3 separate regions of the Anas platyrhynchos genome follow, and all the other regions are linked to region 1. Evidence: chromatin contacts called from public Hi-C data. All regions are on one chromosome and are shown on one strand. The core of a region is the stretch at or near the end of the contact, and the rest is flanking DNA. Distances in the headings are between cores, read along the strand shown.

Region 1 (2,700 bases), core at 84-2,583:
CAGTTAGGTGTGGAAACAGATTCCAGTTGTGAGCAATTCACCTAACGAGCCACCTGATCCTGTGATGAAACGCACCTTAGTTTCTCACAGTGAGCAGAGCTGTGCTTGCCAGCTGGTTAAACAAAGCCCAGCTACTCTTATGCAGGGCAAGAGCATAATCTGCCTCTCATGGAAACAGCGCTAAAAGGATACAAAGAAACAAACATCTTTCTCGAGTAAGTCAAAACAAGTAAATACCATTAAGAGAAAAAAACACCTTGAGATTAGCACACTAGTTTAGACACAACACATTCAAAGGACTGCAGAGAACATTACCCAACCGATGCATTAGAGCTTTCAATAGGAAAAAAAAAATCTAGCTTTATTTTGTGCATTTGCACATAACCACTGATGTATTTGAACGCAACCACACTAACGTGGCTCAATAAAAAGGGATGAGGGGAAAATGGGATTTTGTTGCTTTACTTCACAAGAAACGGCATATGAATAACATATATATGAAAACATTCAAAACAAAAAGTGGTGGAGTCACCATCCCTGGAAGTCTTTAAAAGACGTTTAGATGTAGAGCTTAGGGATATGGTTTAGTGGGGACTGTTAGCGTTAGGTCGGAGGTTGGACTCGATGATCTTGAGGTCTCTTCCAACCTAGAAATTCTGTGATTCTGTAAATAGAACGCGTTGACAAACACCACGGCTTTAACAGAGAGCGCCTTGGGAAAACAATCGGGAGGTCGCTATAGCCGAAGCTTCCCGTGCCAGCGAACTCTGGGGCTGGGAGCGGGTTTAAAGCTTCGGGCGGTGCCGCAGAGCCCGGGGACCCTCAGCAGTTCAAAGAGCATCGCCCCCGGCAGACAGCAGCGCTTCCTCTTACCCGAGCGAGACGTACCTGTACGGGCACAGCAGTTTTTTCTCCTCGTCCCGAGCGTGTGTCCGCCTCAGGGTCGACCCCCTCAGCTTCTCGCCCACCCGCCCGCGCGCAGCTCCAACGGCCGCCGCGCGAGGCGCCCCCCGCCCAACCGCCGCGCGCGCCGCGCCTTCGAACTGCGCGCCCAGCCCGCCCCGCCGCCGCACCGGGCGCTACCACTGCTGCTGCCGGAGAGGGGGGAGCCAGCCGCAGCACCGGGCTTTCGTTGCGCCCTTGAGGAATAGCGAAATATCCGAAAGGACAGATGCTGAGGTTTCTATATGAGATGAGTAGTAACGGGGTTGTTGATGTGGCTACTTCCTTTAATTTTCTCGCTTCTATCTTGGGGAAACACCCCCTCTACCTTTCTTCCGAGTTGGTTGCGTCCCGTGCCCCGAGCCGTGTGTTGCCCCCAAACCTGACCGGCCGCCAACAGGAGCCCGGCGGCAGCGCGGGAGGAGCAGCGGGAGGCGGAACCCTCCTGCGGGGAGACGGCGCCGGGAAGGGCTGAGAGGGGGACGGCACCGGCAGCGGCTCCGTGAGGAGCGCACATGGAGGCGGTGAGCGGCGGCTGGGGCTGGGGCTGGGGGGGGCTTAAATCGTGTTGGTGTGTGTGTGCTGGAAAACAAGGGGGTGAGCTCGGCCTTCCCCCTGCTGTGCTGTGCTTTTGTTGTCGCTTGTGCTGGAACGAGACGCGCAGTGAGGAGGGACCGGCCCCTTGCGCCAAGCGCTCAGGTGCGCAGGAGCGCGTGGTGTCGGGGCAGAAATACTTAAACAGGTTCACAGTTCAGTGTTTCTACTACTCAACGTTTTGTTTTCTGTAAAGAAATTCTGAGGTGTAGGAGGGCTTGAGCTTCATCTGCACCAATCCACACAGGTTGTATTCCTAAACATCAGTTCTGGTGTTGTTACCTTAAAAGTTACAGGTAAAAGCTTGATAACTTGCAAGCTTTCGGTTGTGATACCAGGGGGAGAAGCGAAAGGAATGCCGAGCTGTTCACGCGTATTGTCATGCAGCAAGTTATGCGCTTTAAGGTAAAAGATAAGCTAAGCCCTAGCATACAGCAATGCTTGCTGATAGTTTGGAGCAGAGCACGTTACCTAGTCCAAAGCAAAGGTGCCCTCTTCTCAAAGGTTCTTTGTGGAGGAATTTTGATGGAATGATTTGTTTCATAATTGGAACTATTGTTATCATTTTACAGAAAAACAGAGTGCGTGTTACGGATGTGACAGCTTGACTTCTTGAATATGGAGAAGGAACAAGCTTCAAAACGTCTTTATGTTGGAGGTCTTGGCCATACAGTTTCTAAGGCTGAACTACAAGAAAGATTTGGGAAGTTTGGACGTGTTTCGGATGTAGAGATTATTACCAGAAAAGATGACCAGGGTAACAGTTTTATATCATTCTTTAAAAGTGGGTTGTGCTTCAACTCATAGTGTGAAATACTGTTCTTGTTTCAGAAATACTTTATTTTCAGGAAATAAATGTTAAAGTTACATAGAAATTAAATTAATGTTTATCATTGAGCAGGAAATCCTACGAAAACTTTTGCTTACATCACTGCCAACATTTCTGAAACAGATCTTAAAAAATGTAAGTATATTCTTTTCATTTTATTTATAAGTATATTATGTTCCTGAGTCAAATTACGTTACTGACGGTTCATCTGATGTCAAGTCAGAACACGGTCCAAGCAGAGCTTGTTTCATTCTGTTGTCGTACTCGATTCACTTGCTTTAAGTTGCAGTATATGGAGGCTGTTTTTGCTAGACTTCTCAGTGAGCAGATGCTAG
Region 2 (2,700 bases), core at 54-2,553, 150 kb before region 1:
GTGTTCCAGGCTGTAAAACTGCATCTGCTAGTGGTTTCATCAAGTTGGAGAAAGGGATCCACTTTAAGCCTGTGTTTGATAATTCCTGAACAAGCTTTTTACCTTGCTCTTGAAGTCCTTTAGAAAGATCAAGGAGGGTGGTGGAAGATACTCATTAAAATACTGTTTTCTCAAGCCTTCTTTAGAAGGCTCAGAAACGTCTGTTTCAGGAGATTTCATAGAAGAAAGATGTGATATAAAATCCTTTGGTAAGTGTAGCCAGTTCCTTGAAGCCTTTGATCCTTTGGAAAAAGTGACTTAATTTACCTATGAATAAGGCAGGACACTCTGTATTGACTTGTTGTCACCTGAGAAAGTTTCACAGTGCCAGAAACCAGCAAGGTAAGTAAATACTGTGCCTAATAAAAGTTGCTAAAGGTTTTTTTTTTTTGTTTTTTTCTTTTTTCCCCTCAAGACTGTTTATCTGGACTATATTCAGAAATACTATTTTTGGGTGGTTTTAAAAATTCTTGCAATAAGCTATCATAGAATCAGGAATCCTCCTTTAAGGAGGAGGAACCTAACTTTTGTTTCATTTATGTTGCTTTTGTCCTATTTATTATTTTGTTGTAAACACTGGAATGTTAGGGAGAGGTGGTTCTTCAGTTAATTGCTTCCTATCAATATTTTTTAGTACGTTGTATCTTGATTTCAAGCCTGGGACAAATGTTTGAAACCTTGCAGAAGCACTACGTGCAAACTGAGGAATTGAGCTAAGCCACTTGTGGATTCTGTTTAGATTTACACTTTCTCCTCAACTTCTGCCTGTCGCTATTGATATGCCTGTCCATTTCCACAGGCCCAGGGATGGCAGCAATTTTAGTAAGCAAACATGAGATCGTCTCTTTGAATACAGTTATAAATCTCTACCTTGGCCACTCCATTGCTGTTTCAGGCCTCTCATTGCTAAGTTTCTTAGGATGCGCTGGAAACAGGCCATTAAAAGCAGCTCTTGAAGCACTCTTTATGACACTTTTGAGGAAGGAGAAAATGGGTGTTGCTAATGGGAAGGCCAGATTTATGCAAGCGCGTAATTGGCTAAATCCTGCTAAACTGTGTCCTGCCTTTGTGTTGTTTTTGTTTTTTTGTGTGTGTGTGTGTGTGTTTTGTTTCATTTCTTTCTTCCCCCAACTGCTGAACAACACAACTACAGTGTAAAACAAACATCCACACACTTAATTTTCTCGGTGGTGTTTTTTTTTCTCTCTAGAGTCTCGCTGTGATAAGGATATGGACACACTTAGTGGTTATGCAATGTGCCTTCCTAATCTTACCAGGCTGCAGACCTATCGTTTTGTGGAACATCGGCCAATCCTCTGCATAGAGATTAAGGTATTGAATAGGAGAAAATCCTTCTTTTTGTTGTTGTTGTTATTGTGGTTTTGTTCTTTTACAGTTTTTAAGCATGTACTGACCAGAGTAGATTTGAAGAAATTCAGCAGTAGGATATGGCATAGCTCACTGCTTTTGCTGTGACCCATAGGATAAAATACCATCCCCACTCCCTCACCAAATTTCTGATCTTTTGAAACTTGAATTCCCAGATATTAGTAGGTTTCTTCTGTAGGCCACAGCAATTTTGTGTGTCCTTATTTCTTCACTGAGTACTCTAAAATAATTGGGAATAATGTACGGTGACATATATAAAACCTTTAAGTATTAGGTGTTGATTTATATTTTTTTTTCTGTGTAAATACTTGAAAGATTTGCATATTGTAGGCCCTTTGTAGAAAGAAATGCATTTCTATTTGTAATCATTTCTGTTTGTTTGTTTTAGCCCAAGTGTGGCTTCATTCCTTTTTCCAGCCATGTTTCACAGGAGATAAAACACAAGGTGTGTCGTTACTGTATGCATCAGCATCTAAAGGTAATTTTTTTGGTCTTCGTCCTGCATTCTTTTGACAGTACTGTGTTTTATTCACAGTTATAAGCTTCTTTCATGTTGAAACTTGCGTGTTGTTGCTTAAACCTCTGATATGACTAACAATGGTAGGTGGATATGGATCTGAGTTGCTGGGTGTGAATCTGTTTAGTGAGAGGTGGAAAAAGTTCTGTGGGAAGTTGGAAGCAAACAAATACAATATTAGTCCTTAGGGACTATTGAAGCTGTTGATAAGGTAAACTCTTAAATCAAATTTCCTCTTAAATACAGCTCAGCGAATGCATGGTGACATCCCATACCGTAAAGCAACAGGTAACTGTGGTGGTTTTAATCCGGTGGGCGGCTGAGCTCCACAACTGCTCTCTCACTCCCCCTCCTCAAAGAGGAATGGGGAGAAAATATGATGAAAAGGGCTCAAGGGTTGAGATAAGGACAGGGAGATCACGCAGTAATTATTGTGACAGGCAAAACAGACTCAGCATAGGGAGATAGTAAGATCTATTGCCTATTACTAACAACCTAGAGAAGCAAGAAACAAAGGAAAGAAACCAAAAGCACCTTCCCCCCATCCACCCTCTTCCACCTCCTCCCACTGAGTGGCACGGGGGAATGGGGATTATGGTCAGCCTCCAGTCCTTCTTCACTGCTCCTTCTCGGTCACTCTCGTCCCCTGTGCTGTGGTGTCCCTCCCACGGGATGCAGTCCTTGATGAACTGATCTGGCGTGGGCTTCCCACAGGCAGCAGCTCTTCCAGAACTGCTCCAGTTGTGGGTCCGTAC
Region 3 (2,732 bases), core at 178-2,677, 190 kb before region 1:
TGACAGCAAAGGTATATGTCAATGTTCTATCCTGGTATCTGTCAGAGACCATTCTTTCACCTCCTCTATGTTTATGCTATTTCTTTGACAAGTACTCTAGTCGCACACAACAAAAACTTATTAAAATGTTGGGATGTAACAATGATAATTTAACCACAGTATCTCATCAAGCACAGCAGCCAACAACAACGCTGTCCTCGGACAAGTTACCACCCCCAGACAGTATGTTCATGACACGTATAGCCTCGATTACTCTGAACAGCCATCACTGCTCAGAGACAAGACTGGAGAGAGAACAGAATGGGTTATTCAGAAAAGAATTGAGAAAAAAGTATAAAGACACCTCTATATCAGGATGTAAAATGATATTTTACCCTCACGTGGTGTACAGGCAGGGTCTTCCCAATAAAGGAGGAAACAAAAGAAGTGGAAGAGAGGTAAGGATGGTGACAGAACTGTAAATAGCGTAGGACCCTTCCATATGGGAGAAAGCACAACTGCGAGGAAACAAAGATCTATTGAAGCGGAACCGCTATGCAGAAATTATTGCTATTTGCTGCCTCTCTCAGTAGTCAAGCCCCATCTGCTAGAACCACACATGACCTTCAAAGCCAAATCAAAGAAGACATTTTCTGACACAACGTGTTGTTAAGCTGCTGACCGCTTTGACGCTAAGAGCTATCAAAAACCAGCCACCTGGTCATTTTAAAAAACAGACTGAAGGATATCACACTACCTCTGGTAGCAGTTTCTGTGTGAAGTTTTACCAGAGACTAAAAGAAAATGGTAAAACATTTGCACAACCCTGCTCAGATCTGATGTTTGAGCTGCTGGACGGGGCGCGTCCCTGCACTCCCTGCATCTCTTTCCTGTTCCCACGCGGCATCCCCGGGAGGTACCGCAGCCACCTCCGTGCCCGCCGCCGCCCACCTTGTGCCGGATCTCTTCGTGCTGTGTCTGCAGCACCTCGTAGCGGAACGCGTCCCTCGGCAGCCCGGTATCCGCGCCGCCCCCTGCTGAGGAAAGAGCCCGGCGGGCCGTGAGGCTCGGCTCGGCTCGGCTCGCCCCAGCACCCCCCGCTCCCCTCACACCGACCTGCGGGCTCCTGCCCCGCAGCCCTGCCCCGCGGCCCGGCCCGGCCGCCCCAGCCGCGCCCCGCGTCCTGCGACAGCGCCTGCGAGGCGAGCGTCTCGATCTCCTCCAGCTCGTCCGCCGTGAAGTCGTCGCCGTCCCCGAACGGGTCCTCCGGCGCCTCGCCGCCGCCCGCCGCCGGCCCCTTGGGGCGCTTGTGAGGCGGGACGCCGTTGCCCAGCGGCGCGGCCGGAGCGGGGCCCCGCACCCAGCCCGCCCCGCACAGCGCGGGGCCGCTGCGCTTCCGCGGCCCGGGCGCCGCCATAGCGGCCGGCGCCGAGCTCTGAGGGGACGGGGCGCGGAGCCCGCCGCGCCGCCCGGCAGCCAATCAGCGGCCGGCAGCCCGCCCGCCCGGCCAATGGGGGCCGCCGCGGTGACGTCACGGCAGCTCGCGTCACCGCCCCCTCGCTGTGGTAAATCCCCCGCGGCCGCCGCCTCCTGGCCCTTTGGGGCCTTTCCCACAGAAATTGGGGTCCCAACCGCCTTATTTTCACTTTTTTTTTTTTTTAAATTTTTTTTTATTTTGTTTTGTTCTCTAATAAAGCAGAGCCGGTAGCGGGTCATAATATCGGGAAAGGGCTCTGTCTGCGAAAAATCTGTGGTAAAAGCCTGCTGCTGGGCTACCGGCAGCAGTGGGCTGCTGTACTCGCACCTCAGTCTGTCCGTAAAATGTCCCTAAATTGGGCTGCAAAACCGCCTTTCCAGCTGCTGTCTGCTCCAGGTAACCCAGGTGGGCGTAGGGCCACCAATATGCTGCCAAACCCTGCCGAGCAGGCCGTGGCCTCGCAGCGTTAGGCTCTGCAGGAGGCTCAGTGACAGCCCCGGTGCTAGGGAGCCCTGGTGACCCTCACACGAGGCCCGCGGTGCTGCTGGCAGCACATCTCAGCTTCCACAGGAGAAATCTGATTGCTTTTGTTCGTTTCTCTGCTGCCCTTCGCATGCAGTGCACTGAAATCACTGCTGGAGCACAATGTGTTTTATTCATCGTTCGTGCATAAACAGTGAGAGCCTGGGACCAGCTATAAAGGCCAAAAGAAAGGCAGCCTGAGCGGTGCTCTCAGCTGGCCCAGCTCCTGCACTAACCTGGTCACAGGTGAGCCCTTAGGATTCAGGCAGCTGCAGCTACTTAGCACAAGGGGGAGTGGTTGTAAAGAGAAGGTTTGCATCATTTTACCGGTGGGGTATAGGTGTAAGTCTTCTTATAAAAAGATATACCTTGTTAATTAACTTATTAGGTGGAGGAGACTGTGGAAAGTCTTGGCATTTACTTCATTGAATGTGTCCTTTGGAAATACTATTTGTGTCTGTAGTGGGAATGTTAGCGTCATGTTTGGCTCTGTAGTGTGGTGATAAAGGCACTTACTGTTTGTAAGAGTGTTTTTACTGGGTTATGTTTAATGAGAGATGCTTCAAATAGATGGTGTAAAACAAAAACTTATTGCGTTAGTTAAAACCTTCTTGTAGAGGGTCTAGGTTTCTGTGTCAGTCACTCTAGAAAGGCAGACTGAGAACTGTAAGCAAAAAGGATCTTGACTAAGATTTTACTTGGTCTTTGTATTTTTCATTTTATGATTATTTTATATGATAACAGACTGGGCTAG

Evidence for each region. A called contact is a pair of places that touch in the nucleus more often than the background predicts.
Region 2: a contact with region 1 is called in a Hi-C map of skeletal muscle, with 2.9 times the contacts expected there. The contact joins the enhancer-like site here to the promoter of NOL8 in region 1. A contact is called at or near these places in 3 of 8 Hi-C or Micro-C datasets (liver, skeletal muscle and subcutaneous adipose tissue).
Region 3: a contact with region 1 is called in a Hi-C map of subcutaneous adipose tissue, with 2.7 times the contacts expected there. The contact joins the promoter of ATRIP here to the promoter of NOL8 in region 1. A contact is called at or near these places in 2 of 8 Hi-C or Micro-C datasets (liver and subcutaneous adipose tissue).

The regions. Positions count from the first base shown.
Region 1 is chr13:16,258,607-16,261,306 of IASCAAS_PekinDuck_T2T, forward strand. NOL8 (nucleolar protein 8) reads left to right here and starts at 1,334. Exons shown (of 17, transcript XM_038185802.2): 1 at 1,334-1,466; 2 at 2,109-2,293; 3 at 2,438-2,500. The coding sequence starts at 2,155. CENPP (centromere protein P) reads right to left here and starts at 1,405. Exons shown (of 10, transcript XM_027467670.3): 1 at 1,271-1,405; 2 at 76-180.
Region 2 is chr13:16,108,453-16,111,152 of IASCAAS_PekinDuck_T2T, forward strand. IPPK (inositol-pentakisphosphate 2-kinase) reads left to right here. Exons shown (of 16, transcript XM_072044235.1): 8 at 1,250-1,371; 9 at 1,817-1,906. CENPP (centromere protein P) reads right to left here. Exons shown (of 10, transcript XM_027467670.3): 10 at 1,132-2,700. Among named protein-coding and RNA genes, the nearest start is that of ECM2, 38 kb to the right of the region's middle. Within about 2 kb of position 1,304, at least 3 of the 8 cell types and tissues checked have an H3K27ac peak or open chromatin away from gene starts, as enhancers often do.
Region 3 is chr13:16,066,588-16,069,319 of IASCAAS_PekinDuck_T2T, forward strand. ATRIP (ATR interacting protein) reads right to left here and starts at 1,428. Exons shown (of 12, transcript XM_027467728.3): 1 at 1,096-1,428; 2 at 931-1,016. The coding sequence starts at 1,396. It overlaps IPPK (inositol-pentakisphosphate 2-kinase), which reads left to right and starts at 1,555. Exons shown (of 16, transcript XM_072044235.1): 1 at 1,555-1,852; 2 at 2,076-2,224.